2 separate regions of the Mus musculus genome follow, and region 2 is linked to region 1. The links are chromatin contacts, called in public Micro-C maps. All regions are on one chromosome and are shown on one strand. The core of a region is the stretch at or near the end of the contact, and the rest is flanking DNA. Distances in the headings are between cores, read along the strand shown. Region 1 overlaps Asb14 (ankyrin repeat and SOCS box-containing 14). Region 2 holds the start of Appl1 (adaptor protein, phosphotyrosine interaction, PH domain and leucine zipper containing 1).

Evidence for each region. Hi-C and Micro-C count contacts between places; a contact is called where the count stands out from the background.
Region 2: a contact with region 1 is called in a Micro-C map of muscle stem cells, with 2.2 times the contacts expected there. The contact joins the promoter of Appl1 here to the enhancer-like site in region 1. A contact is called at or near these places in 6 of 484 Hi-C or Micro-C datasets (the AML12 cell line, B cells, Sertoli cells and 3 more), 3 of 115 datasets of contacts at active chromatin or transcription factors (bone marrow-derived macrophages and embryonic stem cells) and 3 of 9 other capture datasets (adipose tissue, liver and pancreatic islet).

What each region holds. Positions count from the first base shown.
Region 1 is chr14:26,908,790-26,912,993 of GRCm38.p6, forward strand. It overlaps Asb14 (ankyrin repeat and SOCS box-containing 14), which reads left to right. Exons shown (of 10, transcript NM_001170748.2): 7 at 2,508-2,679; 8 at 3,022-3,565. Among named protein-coding and RNA genes, the nearest start is that of Asb14, 16 kb to the left of the region's middle. Within about 2 kb of position 2,567, at least 19 of the 459 cell types and tissues checked have an H3K27ac peak or open chromatin away from gene starts, as enhancers often do. A contact at or near this core is called in adipose tissue, muscle stem cells and pachytene spermatocytes, where this site is marked.
Region 2 is chr14:26,969,072-26,973,186 of GRCm38.p6, forward strand. It overlaps Appl1 (adaptor protein, phosphotyrosine interaction, PH domain and leucine zipper containing 1), which reads right to left and starts at 1,480. Exons shown (of 22, transcript NM_145221.2): 1 at 1,330-1,480. The coding sequence starts at 1,383.

The DNA of each region.
Region 1 (4,204 bases), core at 1,317-3,816:
TCACCTTTAATTCCAGCACTTGGGAGGCAGAGGTAAGCAGATCTCTGTGAGTTCGAGGCCAGCCTTGTCTACAGAGCTAGTTCCAGGACAGCCACGGCTATTACGCAGAAAAACCATGTCTCTAGCCAGGCGTGGTGGCACACACCTGTAATCCCAGCACTCGGGAGGCAGAGGCAGGCGGATTTCTGAGTTCGAGGCCAGCCTGGTCTACAGAATGAGTTCTAGGACAGCCAGGGCTACACAGAGAAACTCTGTCTTGAAAAAAACCAAATTAAAAAAAAATGTCTCAAAAAACAAAAACCAAACAAACAAAAGTAAGCTTGGGTCTGGAGAGGTGCACACATGTCTTAATTGCCTTTATTGTCTATTAGCTGTGTGCCTTTGGGGGAGTTAACCCAGAAGACCTGAGTTGTGTCACCTTTAAGTGAGAACCTGCTTCTGAGGTTGGTGGTGAAGTTAGAAATTCTTTACTTTTGTTTATCTTTGATTTTGAGACAGAATCTCTTTATGTAGCTCTTGCTGTCCAGGAACTTGCCATATAGACCAGGTTGGCCCCAAATCCAGAGATCCACATGTCTCCACCACCCAATGCCTGGCTGAGAATTTCTTTTTAATTACATGTGTCTCTCTCTATGTGTGTATATGCCGTAAGTGTCAAAGAAGACTGGAAAGACAGCACTGGACCCCCACAACTAGAATTAAAAGTGGCTGTGAGCCACCCAACCTGGTACTGGAAACTGAATTCCAGTCTTCTGGAAGAGCAGCAAGCGCTTTAACCACTGCTCTCTCTCTAGTCCCAAGTTTAGAAATTTTTACACAGATAAAGGGACTGGGACATTGTTAACACTCAAAAACCATTTATTAGATTGCTTAGTGCATTCTAGGAACGCGGGTCTTGTGCAGCCCTTGTGATAAGGAGTCTGTTCTAAAGTAAAGGCACATCCTTCCATTGAGATATAAAGATGCTCAGATGTGCTCGGCTTCCCTGAGACATTGATGTAGACTTCTTTCTTTTCTTCACCTTCCCGCTCCCCTCCCAGTTGCTGCCCTAGATCTGGAGGGCACTTACCCTACAAACATGGGTACACTTATCCTTGTAGCTATCAAAGTTAGGGGCTGGACAGATGGTTCAGCAGTTACAAGCAATTATTGTTCTTGCAGAGGACCAGGATTTGGTCCCAGTCACAACCATCAGTAACTACAGTTTCAGGGGATTCGATGCCCTCTTCAGACCTCTGTGAGCACCATACATGCATGAGATGCACATGACATGCAGAACACTCATATGCATAAATAAATATAAAAACAAAACAATTAGCACCTGTGATAGTAAAGTACTAAGAATCAAAGGTGATATAAAATATGGCTCCCTTTTCTCGTGTTATCTACATCAACTAGTTGGGGAAGAAAACCACGGGATAAAAGTAGTTTCTAAATAACGGTTCGGTTGGCTTTCAGTGTAGTTTAGTATGTCATTTGGCACTTGGGACTCCAGTAAGAATACTTGGTAAAAGGCAGCTTTCTTTCTAGGCTGTCTTATATAAGCCACCCTAATCCATAACTCACTTGCATGGAGAGTGGCATTAAGAAGCAACTATATATTTACCATGTCTTTTAACAGTACTTTGATGAAAGGGGACATTTGTAATTTTTAAGTTATTAGAGACTGTGGGCCTAGGTACCAGAAGTTTTCCACGGAGACCTCTATCCAGGCCGGGTGGGAAAGCCCCAGTGAGGGAAATGAGTGCAGGCAGGGAGATAGACGAAGCCTCTGCTACGCCTTCCAGGTAACTCAGAGCCTGGATCAGTGAAAAGCCAACAATCCAGTGAGGAATGAGGCGGAACTTGGGCGCAGCTCTTCGGGAGAGAAGATCTCTTCCCAAGTGTTACACCTCTTGGAACAAAAGCGCCAGACAAAGGAATAGTTCTCGCATTCCTTTTACTCTCTGCATGGCTCTCCTATATACAGTCCTGGCAGTGATTTAGAGTTTGACAGCAAGCCCCTCTCATTGGCTTGGGCTGAGAGTTTGGGGGAAACCTTATTTGCATGTGAGAGGGCTTGGTCCTGTTCGTTAAGGGGCTGATAGCCACGCCTCTCCTGTGGGGGGCTGTGGGGGCGGTAGCTCGACAGGAGCCAGGGTCCAGAAGACATGAGAGAACTCCTTCCGTCCCATGTAAGTGATTTATCACTACCGGGGCCTGGGGTTCAAGATCTAGCCTCGACTGGAAACCAGGCTGTCTGTGCGTAGCCCATTGCCCCACAAGAGTCTGTTTATAGTAAAAGACCCTAATTCTTCCTAGGTAAAATTGAGGACAGGTTGAGTTACTGATGGTTGTGAACTACAATGTGGTTGCTGGGAATCAAACCCTGGTCCTTTGGAAGAGCAACAATTGCTCTTAACTGCTAAGCCCTCTCTCCAGCCCCTAACTGCTTTTCAGCAGACATTAAGATTGCTTAAGTGATATAGTGAAAAGAATCTTTGCCTAATGAGACTGCTTCTTTCCAGGAGCTGACGTTCACAGTCAGGCCTCTGACTCGTCCTCTGTGTTACTTGAAGCTGTTAGAGGAGGGAATCCGGAAGCTGTGAGTCTGTTGTTAGAGTATGGAGCTGATGCCAACATTCCTAAGAGTTCAGGCCACCTGCCCATCCACGTGGCAGCTGACAAAGGCCATTTCCTGTAAGTTAAATTCTGTAATTGTAAATAACAGGAAATTGTAGTAACCAGGTTTTTTTGTTGTTGTTGTTGTTGTTGTTTCGTTTTGTTTTTAAAGAACTGCTTTCGAAATATAGAAAGCCTTGGGTCTCAGATGACTGCCGCTAATTCAGAGTTTTTAACCTAAAAGAGTGGTTCTTCTAAATTTTACTTGACATCTGAGTTTCTTAACGAAGGAACTCTCACTTCCGTTAGGTCTTAAATACTGGCTGATTAACATAGCACTCAGTGTAGGGATAACAGTATCATAAGCAGGTTAACTCTGCACCGTAACAACCTAAAGTGCACTTTGAAATTCTTCCTCAGAGCTCTAAAGGTATTGGTCCCAGTCACAGACATCGCAGCCATCAAGAAGAGCGGGATCAGTCCGGTTCACTGCGCAGCAGCTGGGGCGCACCCCCACTGCCTGGAACTTCTCATTCAGGCTGGATTTGATGTGAATTTCATGCTGGATCAGAGAATCCGTAAACATTATGATGATCAACGGAAGTCAGCCTTGTATTTTGCTGTTTCAAACGGTGACCTCCCTTCAGTTAAGCTGCTTCTGAGTGCTGGAGCTCTACCCAATCAAGACCCAGTCAACTGCCTACAGATAGCTCTTAGGATGGGCAACTATGAGCTCATAAGTCTATTACTGAGGCACGGGGCCAACGTCAACTACTTCTGCCGCGTTAACCCTTTGCATTTCCCATCAGCGCTACAATACACATTGAAAGATGAAGTCATGCTCAGGATGCTGTTGAATTATGGCTATGACACTGAGCGATGTTTTGATTGTCCTCATGGAGAAAGGGTTCATCGGTTTTGTACTTTTGAAGGCTGGACATCTACAGTTATTAAAGATACTATGGTAAGCCTACAGTACTGGCATTATTCCCTAAGCATTTATTGTCTTGTAGCGTTAGAACTGTAACAATCGGCATGATGTGCCCTTGGAAAAGCTCTGATAGTCTTGCACTCTGGCTACTTTTTCTTTGTATGATTCATTTATCTAAAATGTGTCTAAGTTCTCCATACCAGTGATCACTGGGTTTCTTTTATTATGTTTTCTAGCTCTCAGATCTGATCAGCCCATTCCTCTGGCCATCCATCCTTCTGATGAGCAGAGACCGCCACACACACACACACACACACACACACACACACACACACACACAGACACACACACATCACACACACACACACACACACACAGACACACACACATCACACACACACACACACACACACACACACATGATGAGCAGAGACCGCCACACACACACACACAGACACACACACACACCACACACACACACACACACACACACACCACACACACACACACACATAATGAGCAGAGACCGCCACACACACACACACACACACACACAGCGCACCTCTTCACTTTGCCTTACCTCCTCTGCATCTCCCTCACCTTCAACGTTTTCCAGGGCTTTTTAATGGCTTCTCCTATTTTCCAGGTCTCCAAGTGTCCTCTCCCAGAGGC
Region 2 (4,115 bases), core at 230-2,729, 59 kb after region 1:
TATACTGAAAATGCAGGACTATCTCTACATGGAAAATCATAGATAGGGCACTGTGTGACCCATTCTCTTTATAGTCTTTATTGGGCTATAAAAAGTCAGCTGGGTAAAAGAAGTTCAGACAGTATACTGAGTCTTAACTTAAAAAAAAGAAAAATGATAAAATTCTTCTGACTAACACAACCACAAAATTGTAGCAAATCATCTGAAATAAATATATCTTAAGGCTTTACACTGAAAAAATCATTACGCACAATTTAAACTACGAGATAAACAAATATGTGGCTTTCTCTTTCTCACATTATCTGATAAGAGTACATTACCTCCTAGCAACTGGCCTATAAAGATTGCCTTCAGAGAAAAGAATAAATCAATTCTACAATCAGAGCACAATTCTAACTTTGAAATAAAAATTGGCACAAAATCCATGACAAAAGTGCCATCCAGGAAAACAAGCGCTAGCTCTTCTCTTTTCCTCTTTTTGGTTGGAGGGCCACTTATTAAACTACAAATGCCTATGAAGTATGTACTTCTCAGCAAGCAATATTTTTAAAAATCTACCTGCAACACTGTTTTATATCCCTTACTATACATAAAGGCTGGCGTAAAGATGAAGTTTACACAAGTTAGAGGCTCCAACACCTTTTAAAACACAATTGATGTCATTAAGTACTGAAAAAGAAATCCAACGAATCGTTTTATTTTTCCCAAACTGTCTTCAGCCAGAGCAACCACACCAGCATCATCCCTAACGCACAAAAACAGGGCTTTCATTTTGATGAGTTTATTCGGGCCAATCTGCTACCCAAAGCTCAGCCTCCTCGAAGCAGCGTAGGCGCCTTCCGTCACCCGCAGTGCACAGCTCAAGTGACAGCCACCAGCCTGAGACTCGGGCACCGACACAGCACGGGGAGCAAGGCACGCACTCCTGCTTCCACCGGCGTTGCACACTCCGCCTCGCAGACCCTTCCTAAGAAAACTAGCCACTGCCGTCCCCCCGAATGCCGGGCCTCCTCCGAAAACGCCACGAACAGGACTTATCTCACATCCTATCATCGCGATAAAAACAGCACCTCCCGTGAAATGCAAAGGCGACTCGGCGCGGACTCAAACGCCAGGCCCCACGGGAGACAGTGACGGCCGCTCGGTCTCCGGGCCGCCCGTGGCCCAGCCGCGCGAGTACGCGCGGGCCTCCAGCCCGGCCCGGGAGTGTAGGGCGCGGCCCCGGCAGACAGCGACCCCGGGCGGCGGCGCCCACCTGGGCCACGGGCACCTGAGGCTCCAGGCCCGCGCTAGGCCGCGCGCTCTCCTCAGCCGCCGCTCGCGCCTCACCTGCGGACTGTCCTCCAGGGTCTCTTCAATGGGCAGCTTGTCGATCCCCGGCATCGTGGCGAAGGCTGGGCGGCGGCAGGACACTCGGCAGCCGCCCACAGCTCCGCGCGTGGCCCCGCCTGCTGCAGCTGACCCGGCCCGCCCTCTCGCAGGCGCCGCCGCCCCAGCCCAGAGCTCAGCGGCCGCCGCGCGGGAAATCCCGCCCCCCCTAGGCCCACTAGCCCCGCCTCCAGCTCACCCATTGGCTCGCCGCGACGTCTGTCACCGCTACGGGGCTGACCGGGAATTCCTCCCCGACCGCGGGTTCTCTACCAGAGCAGTGGCCGTGCGGGCCGAGCAGTGTGGGGATGTCGACCTCCGTCGTCGGGCGCGCGTAGTTGAATACGTAGGGGGCTGTCTGAGTCACGCTAGCGCACAGCTAACCTGAGCCCGGAGTGAAGACCGCCGGAGGGGACCTGAGGCAGTTTTACTTCTGCACCATATTTCGTCAGCAACCAAAGAAAAAAAATCCCTACACCTAGCGTCATAACCTTCCCAACCCTGCTCCAAGTTTTCAATCTTATCTCCTGCAAAGAGCGTTAACTCACAAATCTGTGGAATCCGAAATTGTGTCATTAACGGGGTTTACAGTTAATTTGGAGTAGTAGACCCTAAACTTTTTTTTTTCTCCTGGACACCTGCCTATCGGCATCAGTTTAAAACCCTTGATTTTGTTGACAAATCATTAGTTCTTACCTCGTCTTCAAGTTTGTCATTGCTGAAAATACGACCACTATATTTCTTGTATATCACAAAGGAAAACTTTTTTTTAATAAAAAAATTTAAAGATACATTTATCGGAGGACTTCCTTCCGTCATTAAAGGGCTTCTCTCGCAAACCGATTGTCAGGTTTGGCAGGACTCAAAGAACTTCTCTGGTCTCCTTGACTGTAGAGTGAAGCTCACACAGTTGGAGATTTGACATGTAAGGACTAGGCTAACACTGTTTTGTTGTGTTGTGTTTTATGGATTCAGCCTTGATGCACCCTTTTCTCCAGCTTCACACGTTATTTCTCTGAAGTGTTGTACAGTGAGTTTACCGATATGCAAAAAAATTGGCAAAATCATTAATATCTCCCAAAAAAATCTACCCATTAGTCCACTAGTCCATTCCACTGTCATTCAAAGAGTACGATAAGCTGGGAGAAGAGTATTAGCTTCCTGCTTCTCCAGCTGCTTCGACCCAAATCCAGACACTGGAGCAAATCCAAATATGGTAATGAAGAGGAAGCTGTGAGTTTACCAGATTTTCCCCATGGTCTCTTGAAAGATAAAAACTTTGTTTCAGAAGTTTTTTTTTTTTTTTTAAGATTTATTTACTTATTATATGTAAGTACACTGTAGCAGCCTTCAGACACTCCAGAAGAGGGAGTCAGATCTTGATTCGGATGGTTTTGAGCCACCATGTGGTTGCTGGGATTTGAACTCCAGACCTTTGGAAGAGCTCTTACCCACTGAGCCATCTCACCAGCCCCATTTCAGACGTTTTATGGTAGACTTGAATTATAGTTCCACGGAATTACCTTCAGTGGTATAGCCATTTTATGCGAATCCATTCCTTAAATTCTCTATCAAATAGTCACCCTCCTGAAGAGATCTTTAGTTTTGAAGAAAGATGGTTTGGAGCCAATTCTTCTGTTGTATGAAAGGTTCCCACTTGTATTATGGGTATTTTCTTTCTTTCTTTCTTTCTTTCTTCCTTCCTTCCTTCCTTCCTTCCTTCCTTCCTTTCTTCTTCTTCTTTGTTGTTGTTGTTGTTTGGTTTTTTTGGTTTTTTTCAAGACAGGGTTTCTCTGCATAGCCCTGGCTGTCCTAGAACAAACTCTGTAGACCAGGCTGGCCTTGAAATCAGAAATCTGCCTGCCTCTGCCTCCCAAGTGCTGGGATTAAAGGCATGCACCACCACTCCCTGGCAGGTATTTTATTCTTGATATTTCTTTCTTACTCAGCTACTACGAGCACAATGCACCTGGCTGTAAAGAGGCAAAACTTTCAAGTAAGGTGTGTTGACACATGTCCATATTCCCAGCATTCAGGAGGCAGAGGTTCAAGGATCCTTGCAAGCTGAAAGCCACCTAGTCTAGAAGACCAGCCAGGACTACACAGTGAGACAGACCAGGGTTACTCAGGGAGACAGACCAGGACTGCACAAAGAGACAGACCAGAACTACTCAGGGAGACAGACCAGGGTTACTCAGTGAGACAGACCAGGACTACACAGTGAGAGAGAGAGACCAGGACTACACAGTGAGAGTCTGTGCCAGAGAGAGATGGGGAGAGGGGGATAGAGAAGGAAGAAGAGAAAGCTTTCAAGATAGTGACCTTCTTGATTAACCTGTAATTTGTAAAAGGAAAGAAAAAGAGGATAAGGATAATTAACAATAATTAGGAATGATAATTAGCAAAGAATGAGAAACACACTGGTGGTGGTGTAACAAGAGGAATTAACCAGCAGCTTGGTCAACCCAAAAGGGAGGAAGAGGGAGAGGGAGAGGGAGAGGGAGAGGGAGAGGGAGAGGGAGAGGGAGAGGGAGAGGGAGAAGGAGAGACTCTATTTATCATCAAATTAAATAATTCTCTTTGTTGTCTTTCTGAACTGTTCTGTAGAGTGCTCTCAAGATGCTCTTATCTTAAAGGGGCAAGAAATCCTCGCCAAGCCTAGCTGGTTATAAAATAAAAGCAGACTGTTGATGAGTTACATTAGGAATTAGTGTAGAGCTGGAGAAATAGCTCAGAAGTTAAGAGCA